Regions from separate parts of the Sus scrofa genome. Here region 2 is linked to region 1. The links are chromatin contacts, called in public promoter capture Hi-C maps. All regions are on one chromosome and are shown on one strand. Each heading gives the region's core, a stretch centred on a gene start, on an enhancer-like site or on the middle of the called end of the contact. The rest is flanking DNA. Distances are from core to core; before and after follow the strand shown.

What was found. Promoter capture Hi-C pulls out the DNA fragments that hold promoters and counts their contacts.
Region 2: a promoter capture Hi-C map of liver shows a contact between it and region 1, with 4 times the contacts expected there. The contact joins the promoter of PJA2 here to the promoter of FBXL17 in region 1. A contact is called at or near these places in 1 of 5 promoter capture datasets (liver) and 1 of 2 datasets of contacts at active chromatin or transcription factors (skeletal muscle).

What each region holds. Positions count from the first base shown.
Region 1 is chr2:113,478,747-113,482,710 of Sscrofa11.1, forward strand. It overlaps FBXL17 (F-box/LRR-repeat protein 17), which reads right to left and starts at 1,818. Exons shown (of 10, transcript XM_003123817.6): 1 at 804-1,818; 2 at 473-801. The coding sequence starts at 1,464.
Region 2 is chr2:114,673,606-114,677,569 of Sscrofa11.1, forward strand. PJA2 (E3 ubiquitin-protein ligase Praja-2) reads right to left here and starts at 2,156. Exons shown (of 12, transcript XM_021085401.1): 1 at 1,922-2,156. It overlaps MAN2A1 (alpha-mannosidase 2), which reads left to right and starts at 2,181. Exons shown (of 22, transcript XM_003123823.6): 1 at 2,181-3,383. The coding sequence starts at 3,249.

The DNA of each region.
Region 1 (3,964 bases), core at 568-3,067:
TATACAAAGCTCTGGCACAGCGCCTGATCAAGGTAAATACTCTATAAAAGTTAATTGTTATTGACATCAACTAGCAGCTATCAAATCTGAAAGTACTGTTTGGACACTTTAAAACACTAACATCCAAAGTCTTTACCCAGTAAGTGTAAAGTGCTCAATTGATTAAAAAAATATATTTCACACAAAACCTACGAATAGTTTCTAAACAGTGGTCTAGGAATCTAAGAGACGAACCCTGAATTGTGCAAAACAGACCCAGGATACAAGATATTCAATAGACCCCAAGTTTTTCTACTTCAAAAAATAGGCCTTAAGCATCCAACCCACTGGGTTCCCAAACTCCCCTTCGAAAAGCTCCCGGCTGTCAGGGAACCCCCTCCTCCGCGCTTAGAGGGAGGAGAAAGAAAACCTCCCAGGCGGGGGCCGGGGTTGGGGGAAAGCGCGCATCCCTGCGCCACTCGCCCAGACCCACCTTGAGCAGGATGGATGGCGGCAGCTGGTTGATGTCTGGGGTTTCCGAGGGTGGCTCCCTATGACAGTCGCAGGGGTTTTCGGGGGGTTCCTGACAGTCCGCGTCGCCGCATTCGTGCTGCTGCTGGGCAGGCAAGGGGGCGGTGCCCCCCGCTCGGACCGAGTCCCCGCTGGCCTCTGTGGGGGCACTTTCCGAAGTGGGAGAGGAGCGCGGGGGGCAGAGAGGCTGCGGTTGCTGCTCCGGGCCCTGGCAGCAGCCGGCGTCGGGGGGCCGAGGCGGCGAGGCGCCTCCTCCCGTAGGGCCTCCGCCGCTGCCGCCGCCGCCGCAGGCCCCCCGCCGCAGCGGGGCTGCTTACAAGGGGTGCAGGCGGGGACCCCGGCCCCCTTCCGCTTGCACACCATCTCGGGGGGCGTGGGGGGCTCGGCTGGCGGTGGCGGAGGCGGCGTCGGTCCCCGGAAGAGCTGCAGGGCTGCAGGCGGCCCCAGGAAGCGCACGGGCCCCACGCTGGCCAAGAAGAGGCTCCGGCCCTGCTGTTCCCAGGCGGCGGCCGCGGCTAGCCCCAGCTCTTTGCAGCAGGAGGCGGGCGACGAGGCCGAAGCGGCGGCGGCAGCGGCGGCGGCGGCCGAGGATAGCAGGAAACGGCGGGCGGCGGCAGCGCAGTCCTCCGCGGCCAGGGCCGCGTAGCGCCGCGCCAGGTGCTGCGAGGAGGCGGCCGCGGCGTAGGCCCCGTCCCGCGGCGGCGGCGAGAGCGGCGGCTCCTCCTCTAGGCCGGCGGGGGCGGGCGCGCCGGGGCTGTGCACGATGAAGCAAAGCATGCAGGGCCCGCGGAAGAAGCAGTCCCGGCTCCGGGGCGCCGCCGGCTGCGGGGGCGCCTTGGCCGGGGTCCGGCGGGGTAGCCTGAGGAGAGGGCGACGGCGGCGGCACCAGCTGCAACAGCGAGGCCTCTTCTGGCTCGGGCGGTTACGCGGCTCCCTCGAGAGAAGGTGGCCCATATAGAAGGCCCCGAGGAGGGGGACCGGGACAGGGAAGGAGGGAGGCCCGGAGAGCCGGGCTCCCGGCAGCGGGGCAGGCCGCTCGCTGGCTCGGCCTTGGGCCCGCGGCGGGGTCGCCTGCCCTGCGCACACACACGCACACACAGGCACACACACGACGGTGGGCGGGGGGGGCGTCAGCTGCGGGCAGCCCGGCGCCCGATTGGGGCTACATGCTTTGCCCCGGGAAGACGGGAGAACGATAGGCGCGAGCTTTGGGGACGCGGCGGAGAGAGCGAGCCTCTCAGCTAGGTGACCAGTCCGAGCCTGGCCCGCCGGCTCAGTCAGTCATTGCGGCGGCTGGGGGAACGCGGGGGTCCTGCTAGGACCATTTTAACTGCGGCTCCGCCGGCCGCGCGCGCGCCCGCGACACAGCTCCGAGCCGCAGGAGCGCGCGGCCCGCTGGAGGAGGGGGCGGAGCCGCGGCGGCAGCGCGCTCGGGGCGGGGGCACGAGCGCTCGGCTGCTCACCCGGGACGGCCGCTAGGCAGGGACTGCTGGGAAGCGGGCCGGCGAGGTTGCGGGGCTCGCAGGGAGGAGCTAGCGCCCCTCCCTTCCGTCGCCCCAGGCTTTGCAGAGCCCACGCCCCTTTTGCGGGGCGGGAGGAGACGCTTCCGAGCCAGCTGTGTGACATCCGTCGGCACAGCAGCGCTGACGTCTGTAGGTGTAAGTTGAAGAACTGCCATTGGCCGGGAGGCGTTTGGCTCTCGTCACCCCCACCTCCGGACTTGAAGACCAGGACCTCTAAGGAGGTGTAAACTGGGTTCCACCGGAAGGCCGACCTGGGTCCCAGCCGACCCCTTCTGGTGGAATGACAGATGCGCACCTCTGGTCTGTTGCGGACCCCTGTTCTCACGTGAGGGGCGCACTGGTAGTGCAGCACCGCAGTGTTTCTCCATTTGTTTTAATACTTGTTGCTGGTGGGAGTTCTCGTCGTGGCTCAGTGGTTAACGAATCCGACTAGGAACCAGGAGGTTGCGGGTTCGATCCCTGGCTTTGCTCAGTGGGTTAAGGATCATCCTGCGTTGCCGTGAGTTGTGGAGTAGGTCGCAGATGCGGCTCAGATCTGGTGTTGCTGTGGCTCTGGTGTAGGCTGGCAGCAACACCTCTGATTAAACCCCTAGCCTGGGAACCTCCATAGGCGGCAGGTGCGGCCCTAGAAAAGACAAAAAAATAATTAAAATTAAATAAAATACTTGTTGCTTGTGATGACTACTGACTTTCCAAAATTCTATTTCAAGATGAAAGCATATATCAAATTATCTATACACAGTTTCTAAACCCAGTGAGTCATTCAACATCCCAGACTGCAAGTTATAGATGAATTTATAATCTGCGCCCTTGGAGTCCCAGCTATTCATCCATCATATACAGTACTTCAAAAATGGTTATGCAGTACCTGCTGTGCGATAAACAGTTCTAGGCAGACTTTGGAGACCCAGATGAGTAAGAGGAAATAGGTTTTGCAGGCAACCCTTTAGAAGGTGTCACTAAAATGTGACCAGAGAGATATGGCAATAACTAGAGCAGTACCTGGTGTTGAGGGGTTAGTTTTCACAAGGGAAAAATTGGAAATGCTGATGGGAATGAGCCAGAATAAGGGAGGAGGTAGGGAAATGAGAAGAGATCATATGAAACGAATGTTGAGAAGACAGAATGTTGATTACCTTGGGATAGATGCTGTCTTTGCTGTGATCAGAAGGAAAGGGAAAAGGATAAATCAAGGATGAATAGGAGAACATTTCTGGCAAGAAAGTGAAAGAGTTCCTTTCAGATGGCATCTATTTTCCTTTAGGTAAAGCCTGGTTATGTGCTGGAGGTGGCTTATGTTTTTAAACGCTACTAAGGATAACTGGGAGAACTCAGGAGGTAGTTGCAAGATTCAAGACCTATCAGCTTAGAGACCGTTGTTTGAACCTGCCTGACTCCCACCACAGTGGCCAGCCTAGTGCAGCCTAGCCCAGCCTTCACCCAACATACATACCATCAGCTTTTGCTAATAAAGGCCTGTTTGTCAGGAGTGACTTTTATTTTAGCTCTGCCAACATGCAGGGATCTCCCTTTCTAAGCTTGATCACAGTAAGATGGAATTCCAAGAAACCTAGAGGCAAAGATTTGTCAAAGGGTTTTAGACACATATTTATATCAACATACTGCCCAAACTATATTTACTTACAAATATTACTCACATAGCTCTCATCCTTCTGACTTTGGAGGGATCTTCCAGGACTCCACAGCTTCACTGGTGAGGAAGGAGATTAAGAGTAACAGGAGTTACCTGAGGCCTTACAACAGATCCTTTGCCATCTCTTCCAGGCTGCACTGTGAACAAAAGGAGTGTTCTAAGCCTTTTCATTACTTCATGTCAAAATCATGGCCACATTTGTTTGATATAAATTCAGCTTACACTATGAGCCAGGATTTTCACTTACAGGTATTACCCTAAGAAAAATAAAAGCAAT
Region 2 (3,964 bases), core at 906-3,405, 1.2 Mb after region 1:
GTAGTAGTATATTCTATCCACCATGGTCTAACAGGTTTAGAATCCACACCTACACATTTGCCAGGTTTCTGCCTTTATGTTAGCAAAGTCTTGAAATTATTTTAGTGTGTAATTACATCTTCCTCCATCATAGGGTGTACCTATACACCAGGAGCATGCTGGAATTTGGTTCTCGTTGTGGGTATACTGGTAGTCCAGGTTGATTACCATGGATTTTTTTTTTTTTTTTTTTTTTTTTTGCCTTTTAGGGCCGAACCCACAGCACATGGAGGTTCCCAGGCTATGGGTCGAATCCGAGCTACAGCTTCTGGCCTACGCCACAGCCACAGCAAAGCCAGATCCGAGCCCTGTCTGTTACCTACACCACAGTTCACGGCAACACCAGATCCTTAACCCACTGAGCGAGGCCAGGGATCGAACCTGCAACCTCGTGTTTCCTAGTCGGATTTGTTTCTGCTGTGCTATGATAGGAACTCCTATCCGGAATTTAAGGAGAATGCAAATTTCCTCTTAAGGCATCTGCCCCAGGTGAGTTTTCAAGCAGAGGAAGCCTACCTCAGAAACTAGAGGGCAAGCTACTTCCACTAGTAAGAGAGGCTCAGATTGAATTGGGGGGTTCTAGATTGTCAGTTTCACCTGGGTTTAATCCATCCCAAGTTTGGGGATTCTATCATTTAACAAGTCCCTAGCTTTTACAGGAGAAACTTAGCATACCTGTCAATTCAACAGTAGTTGTAATTCGGTAATTTTGTGTTTGATTTTCAGCAATATCACTTCATTGCCAGTCAATAAGAGCGTCCTTTAAAATGGTTCCTTTAAAATGTGCTTATCATTTCTCTTTGTAAGCATTCAAAGGAACTCAAAAGAACCACTCTCACACCATAGTCTTTATAGTCACCTTACAGCCTTAAGAGGCCACTGTAGCTGCCATTTGGTGCTTTAAGGCACTTGGTACTTCATCACAATCAGCTACAGGTTAACTGGGATGCCTCCTACAGCATGAATCACCAGTGTCTTATATCCCTTCGGCAAGGAATTCAGTACTAAACTCAAACCCAAAGACCCAATCAAAGCAAACTCCTAATTGTGTCTTTTTAAGTCTATCTCTTGGGACTACAGGTAAACTTAATAAAAAGATAAAACAGGGTTTTGGAGTAATGAGATTCACTAGTGAGAAGAGACCCCTCGAGAATACAGAAATAGCAGGTATAAGGAGCTAATTTTATAATAACCATTAGGCTGGGAGATAGCCTTCTCAAGGAGCTTCCCCAAACCTTCCCACGGCAAAGATACAGACAGTCCTGGAGAGGGCACAGCCTGGCTCACTGAATAGCAGAGAAGTCACTGTGGTGCCACACCTGCAGAACTTGTTGAAAATTGACTGCCTGGAACTTGCTACACATTTTGCCTCTAAGGTGCCAGAAAGCTATTCATTGAGGTAGTGTCTCTCTCCAGGGCCTTTACCATAAAAATCACTAGAGCTGGGGACATGGAAGGAAATCGCTGGTCCCTGAGCACTATAGGAGCTTGGCACTGGAAAAAAGCCAGATTTGCTGCTGCAAGAGCCTGCCTACCAACACCACGTAGGAAAACACCCTTCTTCCCGTAATGTCTCTTCAGTATCCTCTCCTATCAAAGATCCAGCCCCTGCTGGCAAAGGAAAACTTATTTTCAAAGGCCCAGATCCATTTTCACAGTACAGTGAAAAAGGGTGAATTTGGAATTGAGGAAATAAATCAATAACCGGCACAAGCATCACTTCTCAAGCTCCCCTCACAGATTTTGTAGCCAGATTTCTACACCTTTCTGGAGGGTCCTTCTGCAGGCTCCTTTCCCTCAGGTTTCACCAGAAGTTGCCAACAGCAATGGAGTAAAAGATTAGTCTGAACAGAATTCGCAGCCCCGTTCTCTTTCTCCTCACCGAGTTTCCGTCCAAGACACGCCAGGCCCGGGACATCAAGGACAGGAAAACTGGGCAGCGAAAAGGAAGTGGGGAGAAAGCTCAGCAGAACCCGGACTGCACAGCCTCACCGCCTCTCAGGGCCGCAACTCCGGCTACACTCCCTCCCAGGTCACAAAAGCCGTCTGAGGTCTTCCCATCGCAGGGGCTCCGGGAGGCCGTCGCCGGGCGGGCCGGCGGGCGGCGCGTTGTGATTGGGCGCCAGGGAGCCCGCCCCCTCATCCCGGCGCGTCGGGAGGGGGCGGGGCCCGCTGCCTGCTCAGCTCCCGGGCTGCGGGCGCCTACTGACCCAGCGGCCACTGCACCGCCGCTGTCTCCTGCTTGTGGCGGGCGGTGCAGGAGCACCGAGTGGCGCTGGAGAACCGGCGTTTCCTTTCGCAGCTGCCGCCGCCATCTACGCGTTTGCGGAGCGGGAGGGAGGGAGGGGACTCGCGGCTGCAGCTGGAGCGGGCTTCTCTCCGGGGACGGTCCTCCCGTTGCTCTCCTTTTCCTCCTCCGCGCGCCGCCGCCGCCCGCCCCCTGCGCCCTCCCGGCGCAGCCCGGGTCCGAGAAGGGAGAAGAAGGGTCGGCGGGGGGCGGGAGGAGCCGGCTGGTGGACGCGCGCTTGGAGGAAACTCTTGCCCGACCCGTGAGTCCCCGCTCCCGGGGTGCACGCCGGCCTGGTCTCAGCGGCGGCGGCGGCGGCGGCGGCGGCAGCAGGAAGGGGCTCAGTCCCGGGAGGCGGGGGCTGTACCGCGGGGGCGGGCCCGGCTGTCCCGGCGCTAAGTTGTGCGGCCCGGCTCTTCCCGACCTGATTTCCTTCCCCACGGTTCCTTGGACCCAGCTCCGCGCCACCGACCCCAGAGCCTCCAAGCCTGCACCTCCTGGGTGAAGAGGACACACCTGCCCTAATCGAGAAAACTTTTCCTGCCGACTTGGTCGGGGCGACGGTGGCAGGAAGTCCAGACAGCGACCTTTTCTCTGCCTGCCCTGCGCGCCCTGCCGGGTGCCGGCGCTGAGGTCGAGATTAAGTTTTAGCGGGCCCCTTCCGGGCTGCAGGCAGGTCCCGCCTCGGGAGCAACGCCCGGCCCCCGGGAGGGCGGCAGGCCGGGGCGAAGGCCAAGGGCGCGTGGTGGCGCCGGAGATAAGGTGCGGACCGCGTCTGGGACCCGCATCCACAGCCTAGAGCGCGGGGACAACGAGCCTGGGAGCAGAGAGCCTCCGGCGGCCGCTTCCAGGAGTCCACGGTGTCTGCCTCCTCCTCCTCCTAGTGAGGACAGTGCCCTGGCCTTGAGTCTATCGAGGAAAAATGAAGTTGAGCCGCCAGTTCACCGTGTTTGGCAGCGCAATCTTCTGTGTGGTCATCTTTTCGCTCTACCTGATGCTGGACCGGGGTCACTTAGACTACCCCAAGAGCCCGCGCCGCGAGGGCTCCTTTCCCCAGGTAAGCACCGGGAGCGAGGGCGCGGGGCTCCGAGAGAGTAGGCATGGGGGCCCGTAGTTACCCACTGCTACGAGACCTCTCTCTCCCGCCGGGGCTCCGCGCCCCGGCTAGGCGAGGCCGAACTGGAGGAGGCATGAATCCTTCTCCAACCCCCGCTCCGCAGCATTCGGACGGCGGTGACCGCGATCCCGGAGCCACCCCCTCCCGGGCGCGCGGAGTTAACAAAGTACTAGGCAGCATGCGGTGGCCGGATCGTGCTCATAGGAAATGGCCGTGTTCCTGTGCTCGTACCCAGGCCTGTTGGGGTGGTCACCTGCTGGCCGGTGAACTCGCGCGGCGTGAGGCGCTCCCTTGCAGGCGCAGCGCTTGCTGACAGCTCACGGGCTATGGTAGCCCCTCGGCACACACAGGGTTAAGCTGCACTGATCCCCTTCGCTCACCCAGTCACGGAAATGGATCAGACAGACCCCATCTGGGTGTTTCATTTATTTGTTTATCCCCGCTGTCTCTTGAGAAATAAAAGTTTATTTCGTGTTACAGACCTCTTAGATGTGAATCTGTAGGGTTGATTTTAGTGTCGT